Regions from separate parts of the Mus musculus genome. Here region 2 is linked to region 1. Evidence: chromatin contacts called from public promoter capture Hi-C data. All regions are on one chromosome and are shown on one strand. Each heading gives the region's core, a stretch centred on a gene start, on an enhancer-like site or on the middle of the called end of the contact. The rest is flanking DNA. Distances are from core to core; before and after follow the strand shown. Region 1 overlaps Prmt8 (protein arginine N-methyltransferase 8). Region 2 holds the start of Tspan11 (tetraspanin 11).

Region 1 (2,962 bases), core at 196-2,695:
GACCTTGAGACACCATAATAAATCCTATTAAGGCACATCAAAGTCCCTGACCACAGGCCTCTTGACTGAAACCCCTATTCCCAAAGCCTGTCAGAGGAAAAGGCCTCTTTGCTGGGTATAGCTATCCCTCATCTCTCTGTGTTGCTGTTTAAGACAGCATCAGTACCCATCATCAGGGAGGACTTACAAGACACTGAAAAGATAATATTTAAAGGGAAAGAATAGGCCAGGCTCAGCTATAGCAAAGATGCTCTAATTGCCCAACCAACAGAGACTGTAAAGTAACTGTAACAAATATGCTAAGGAATCCTGGGGGAAGAGGAAAGAATGTGCAATAGACGGGCATAAAACTTCATCACTGAGAGGGAAACATAAAGCCCAATGAAGTTCTCTAAACAAGAATCATGTAGTCAGAGAAGAAGAATGCCTTTAATCACCTTGTTAGCAGAATGGATGGACACATTGAGGAAATAATCAATAAGCCTAAAACTGGTTCAATAAAAATAACCCAAACTTAGACAGGGTGAGAAAAAAAATATCCAACATCCACAGTATAATGTCAAACCCATGTGTAATGAAACTCCCTGAAGGTGAGAACGATCAGACAGAGAAAAAGACCCATTAGTATGATAATGCCTACATTTTTTCCAGATATAGTAATCAACCTGCAGACCCAAGCATTGTACAATAACCCCAATCAGGATGCATACACGGAAAAACACGCCCAGACAAATCAAAGGAAAACTTGAGAGAGGGAGAAAGCAGAGGAGAGGAGACAGAGGAGGAGGAGGAAGAGGAGAAGGAGGAAAAGGAGGAAGAGGGGGAAGACAGAAAGAGATACAGAGACACATAAACCGAGAGAGGGGGGGAGAGAGGGGGAGAGGGGGAGAAAGGGGGAGAGGGGAAGGGGAGAGGGAGAGGGAGAGGGAGAGGGAGAGGGAGAGGGAGAGGGAGAGGGAGAGGGAGAGGGAGAGGGAGAGGGAGAGGGAGAGGGAGAGGGAGAGTTTTAAAAGAAACAGAAATACATATCCCTGATAAGCAAACAGAAAACTCATTGCATAGTGCATAGCACAGCAGTTACCCCTCCTCTTTCTCTGATGAGAAAGACCAGAGTTTCTCTGTGAGGGCTGAAGGCCAGGGCTGCTGGCTCAGAATGCCTCAGGGAACAGAAGTACTTTGAAGCTCCATTTACAGCCTCTCTATGCAGAATGGAAGGTGTTTATACTATCCTCATGCATTTTAGGCTGCCAGGAGCAAAGCAAACAAGGGGGCGGGGAGGATTTCCTCACATAAAAACTGTATAGATCCAAGAACAGAGCTCTGGATGTAGGGAGTCCAGAGTGGAAAAACCAAACAGCCCTTCCAAGAGAGCCCATGCTTCAGTCCCCCAGCCAGTGTGGCTGCCTCTACACCAGTTCTGGTGCCCCACCCTCTGGTCTTCCACTGGCTGGAGATTAATGAGATGGATCAGTGACCCAAGTTTGAGACTCCATATGTCTCTGCAGTGGGGGACTGTTTTCTCTGATTGCTCTTCTTTCAGATTCAAGCGCAGCCTGCACATTCCTCTGATGGGTTATTGTATCCAACAAAACATGAAGACTCTGAGCCAGTGCAGGCAAGGCACCTGACCCTTTCTTCCAGCTTCCCCTTTAGCTGGTCAATACACTAAGGGTTGGACCTGTATTTTGTTATCTGTACATGGCCGAGAAAAGGGAGGAGGGGAGCAGAGGGGGAGAGAGGAAAGGAGGAAAAGGAGAGGAGATGGGGAAAAAGCTTTCAGCCATAACAGTTTACTTTCTGTAGGGATGGGCAAGCCTCACTCTTCCACTCCATGTTCACACTGCTCCTTCTGGTTCATGGGCCAATTGAAATTTGCCTGTAACTGTTCCCTTGATAACCAGCAACCAAAAGCTGTTATTTAAAAACATATTTCTGTAAATGGGCCTCTTTCATTTACCTAAAAAAAAATGTATCTTAAAAATAAAAAAAAAATTAAGTAGGAAACCTAGCTGTATCCTAAATAAAGTATAAATGTTAGAATCTTGTTCTTTGGGGGTTTAGGGTTTTGCTGATGTTTGTTGTTGCCTTTGTTTTATTGCTTTTTGCATTTTTTCTTGTGGTACTGGTGGCTGAAGCTGGGTAAGTCCTCTACCACAGAACTATAGTCAGCCTTTGTAAAAAGTACTCATAAGTAAACACTCTATAGGGGAAAATGGGGCCTGGCTTTTGGTTTTGTTCATCAGTTACCAGTTTTTGTTTAATTGGTTATTAATTCGTCTTTCTCCTTTCCAGAACTGTAAACACAGTGATAGGAACTGCAAGAATAAATTATATGTTCTCCATTTCTGTACTGGCCCTAAGTGGCAGCCACTGCCCCTTCCTCCCGTGGGTTCAGAATGGCTCCTTGCAATGTGCCTGCTCCAACTACTTCCAACTGGGTCTTCTCCAACTGCTTCCAGGGAGGGAAGGTGGAGGAGGTAAATTTGTTCTGGAAACTAGAAGGCAGCTCCATAAAGAGCTGTCCTAGGAGCACAATAAATATTTAAGTAGATGTGAGTGAAGAATGTGTTTGAATGTTCTTTCTACATGCTGCCCGGGACAATTACAACTCACAAGCCCCAAAATGTAGTTCTAGTGTGATCTGCATTCATTTTACACATACACTTGACCACCGTTGACCTCTCAGTGGTTTCTTCAGTCTTTGATGGGAAGATGTGTGGCCTAGATTCCAAGCCACCAGAGGCCAGCAGGCTTGGGAGAGTCCAGAGCAGAGTAAGTTTCTATTCCTACACACACCACATTCTGATTTAGCCCCTGTGATTCACTGAGATCGAAGACATCACCGCTCAAAGTCAGGGAACTAAGCTCAAGGTTAATCAGTCAGAAAATGGCAAAGCCCATGTGCAAAATCCTGGGTTGGGCAGGTGTCCCAACATTCACCCTAAGGCATCCCGCGTCTCTT
Region 2 (2,962 bases), core at 136-2,635, 180 kb after region 1:
AGAATTAAAGTCTATGGCCCATGTTCTACGGGTCAAAAAACAAACAAACAAACAAACAAATGGCCATGTCTGGCAAGGGCCTCATACTGTGTAAGGTCATGGTAGCAAGTGAAAGAGGGGAGTTATTTCTTTCAGAAATAAGGGGCAACACCATGCTATACAATAACCTCTGGTCTGTACACACACATGCTCATGCATCTGTATACACACGAACACACATCTGTTCACAGATGAACACATCCACACACATGGACATACATTCACACAAATAAAAACGAAATAGAAATAATCCACCCACTGGAGTAACCAGTCCACTGCGGGAACTGAGAAATGAGTCCTTACCACTCAAATGCTCTGAAAGGCCCCATGTCCCTGAACCCTAGCCGCCAGCTCTCAGGATGAGTTCCGAAGGAGACAGTCCCTATCTCATCTCTGCTGTGACAGGGCATTCTTAGCAGCCAGCTGGCCTCCGTAGCTAGGAACCCTCAGCTTTGCCTGCTTCCTGCGACTGAGTGGTCAACCTCACTGAATTTAGAGTCACCTAGGAAACGCACCTTCCGGTGCTTCTGTGAGGATGTTTTCAGAAAGGTTTCACTGAGGGATTGTGTGTGAAAACAGCTACATGGGAATCTGAATAACAAAGAAAAACAAAGCAAGCAAACTGAGCGCTTACATTTGCCCCTTCTGCCTCCTGCCGTCAAACACTCAGTGACCAGCCACTCCTGCTCTGGTGGCAGTGCCATTCAGTCTGTGATCCCCTGCACACTCGAATTTCCAGACAGAACAAACCCTTAAGTTTCTCTTGTCAGGTATTGTGGCATTGCGAGGAGAAAAATTAATAAGCTACCAAGCCTTGCTCACTGCAGTCAAGGCTGGCTAAGCACGGGCTGTTCCTCTTAGTAAATCACACAGGGTGCTCACCCACTGGCCGGGCAGTGTGTGTGTGTGTTGGGGGGGGGGGGGAGGGCGGTCAGCAACTCTTCACCCTCACCCACTGGCAGAGACTGGGTCTTGGTTGTCTGTCCTTCCACTGTGTTCCAGTACGGAAAGGGATCTGGCTTTTCTTTGGTTCCAAGGAGGGTAAAAGAAATGATGGTCCGCAGGATTTTGACTCCCCACCCCCACCCCACCCCACCCCCAAAAAAACCGGTTCCTGTGTCTCAGGAGTGAGGAGAGAAGTGGGAGGCTTGTCCCTACATCCCAAGGAACCTGTCATGGATTCAATTCTTCCGGGATCCTGGAATTTCCCCCCACTTCATGAGGATAAATCTAAGTCTGGGACAGTGATTACTGATGAGTGGGTGGGACGGGACAGAGGGCCATCCGCCTCTCTTCAGCCCCACCCCCTCCTCACAAGTTTCCTGGAGCCACTTCTGCACAACTGCCAGGACCGAGTGCTCAGTGTGCTCTGCTTTGGGTGGGAAAAAAAAAAAGCCAGCTCCAAACAAAGAGCAGCCCCGGTCCCGCCCGCCCCGGGCCTGTGGGCGCGTCCCCCAGTCTGAGTGAGAGGGGCAGCCAGCAGCCACCGCGGGCCAGTGGGCAAGGAGCGCAGGGTGGAGCGGGCGGCTGTGGCCAGGACAGCCACAATCACAGCTCCGGATTCCCGATCCCTCGCTGCATCCAGCCTGGCGGTTTTGGCCGGGTAAGTGCAGGTGGCGGCGGGAGACAAGAGCGCCGGTGGGGTTGACATTAAAGCACCAAGCCGTCCTGGCATGGCTCCTCCAGCTCAGCTGCCCGTCCCTGGCACGACCCCAGAGGGGCTCAGTGGCCAAGAAAGTTGCCCTTGGATGAGGATGAGGCAGCGGTGGGTGCGCGCATGGGTGTCGCACTGTGCTCAGCGGGGTAGGGGTGGGGTTGGTACTACTCTGAATGTCTGCCTTGCCTTTCTTGACTGGGTTGCCTTTAACTTTGTGCGCCCAGCTTTGATAGCTTGGGCCATACAGAGTGTCCTGTGTATGACTGGCCCTCCGTCAAATGCCCCCCCCCCCCGCTTTGTTAATCCCAAATACTAGGGGCTGTCTCTTGTTTGTTAGCAGAGGCAAAATGCCAAGTCCGTGGCTGCTGGACCCCATGCAAAACAGGGTCTGCTAGCTGCTGGCAGCTGCTGAGTCTAGGACACTGGGGGGTTGGTTGTTCCTAGGCAGTCTGCCGTCCCAGGCTGAGCTATCCACCTGGGCCCTGTTGTGTATCAGTGGAAACTGAGTTAGGCAGGCCTTGTCACCTATGTCTACGTGCTTGGCTTCCTGTGTTGAAGAGAGAATGAGGGGGATTCTGGAATGTAGGGGTTTTGTTTGAATTATGCAGTGCCCACATGTGACTAGTTGTAAAGCAGGGAGAGGACTAGTTGGCGTCTTAACTTGGGCTTAGATTGCAGAGAGCACAGGAAGAAGCAACCAGAGGCTGGCAAGTGGCACATATTGTGGCAGGAAGTAGGAAGGGGTACCAGAAGAAGAAACAATTTCTAGAAAATTCCTAAGTGCACTCCAGGGTGTAGAGTTACAGTATCGTAGGGTCTTGGGGAGAAAAAGAGGGTAGGATTGAGCAAGACTAGATGGTCTGTGTTTAATTAATGAATCACTATGAGACAGCTGGTGGAGTTTGGCAGCCTGGGCTTAGACCAGAACTTAGTAGGGAGTTTAGCTGCCATGACTATGTCCCAAAACTGTATCCCAGGAGAGTTATCAGAGCTCCATGGCGTACTGTACACAGTGGGGCCACTGACCAGGTCCTACTTGTCACCTAGGTGGTTGGAGGAACAATGTGGAGATGCCTGGGATGGGGCTCTAAGCAAGGGGGCGGCGCTGGGAACACAAGTACCCGCTAGTAGCTTGGGAGTGTCCTAGTGGCCTGCATCTGCTTGGTCAGTGGTGGTAGAGGGAGCCCCTACCCTCAGCACAAGAGGGGTGTCTGTCTGGAGCCTGTGTCTGGACTCTTAGTTGGAAATGTGGGAATTACAGACAGG

The links. Promoter capture Hi-C pulls out the DNA fragments that hold promoters and counts their contacts.
Region 2: a contact with region 1 is called in a promoter capture Hi-C map of second pharyngeal arch cranial neural crest. The contact joins the promoter of Tspan11 here to the enhancer-like site in region 1. A contact is called at or near these places in 4 of 39 promoter capture datasets (the 3T3-L1 cell line, cranial neural crest, embryonic stem cells and 1 more), 1 of 15 datasets of contacts at CTCF or cohesin (the NIH/3T3 cell line), 3 of 484 Hi-C or Micro-C datasets (the AML12 cell line, nephron progenitors and uterus), 3 of 115 datasets of contacts at active chromatin or transcription factors (embryonic stem cells and stem cell-derived neural progenitor cells) and 1 of 9 other capture datasets (embryonic stem cells).

Annotation. Positions count from the first base shown.
Region 1 is chr6:127,707,151-127,710,112 of GRCm38.p6, forward strand. All of the region lies in intron 6 of Prmt8 (protein arginine N-methyltransferase 8), which reads right to left. Among named protein-coding and RNA genes, the nearest start is that of Gm38900, 18 kb to the right of the region's middle. Within about 2 kb of position 1,446, at least 26 of the 459 cell types and tissues checked have an H3K27ac peak or open chromatin away from gene starts, as enhancers often do. A contact at or near this core is called in second pharyngeal arch cranial neural crest, where this site is marked.
Region 2 is chr6:127,886,237-127,889,198 of GRCm38.p6, forward strand. It overlaps Tspan11 (tetraspanin 11), which reads left to right and starts at 1,386. Exons shown (of 8, transcript NM_026743.3): 1 at 1,386-1,642.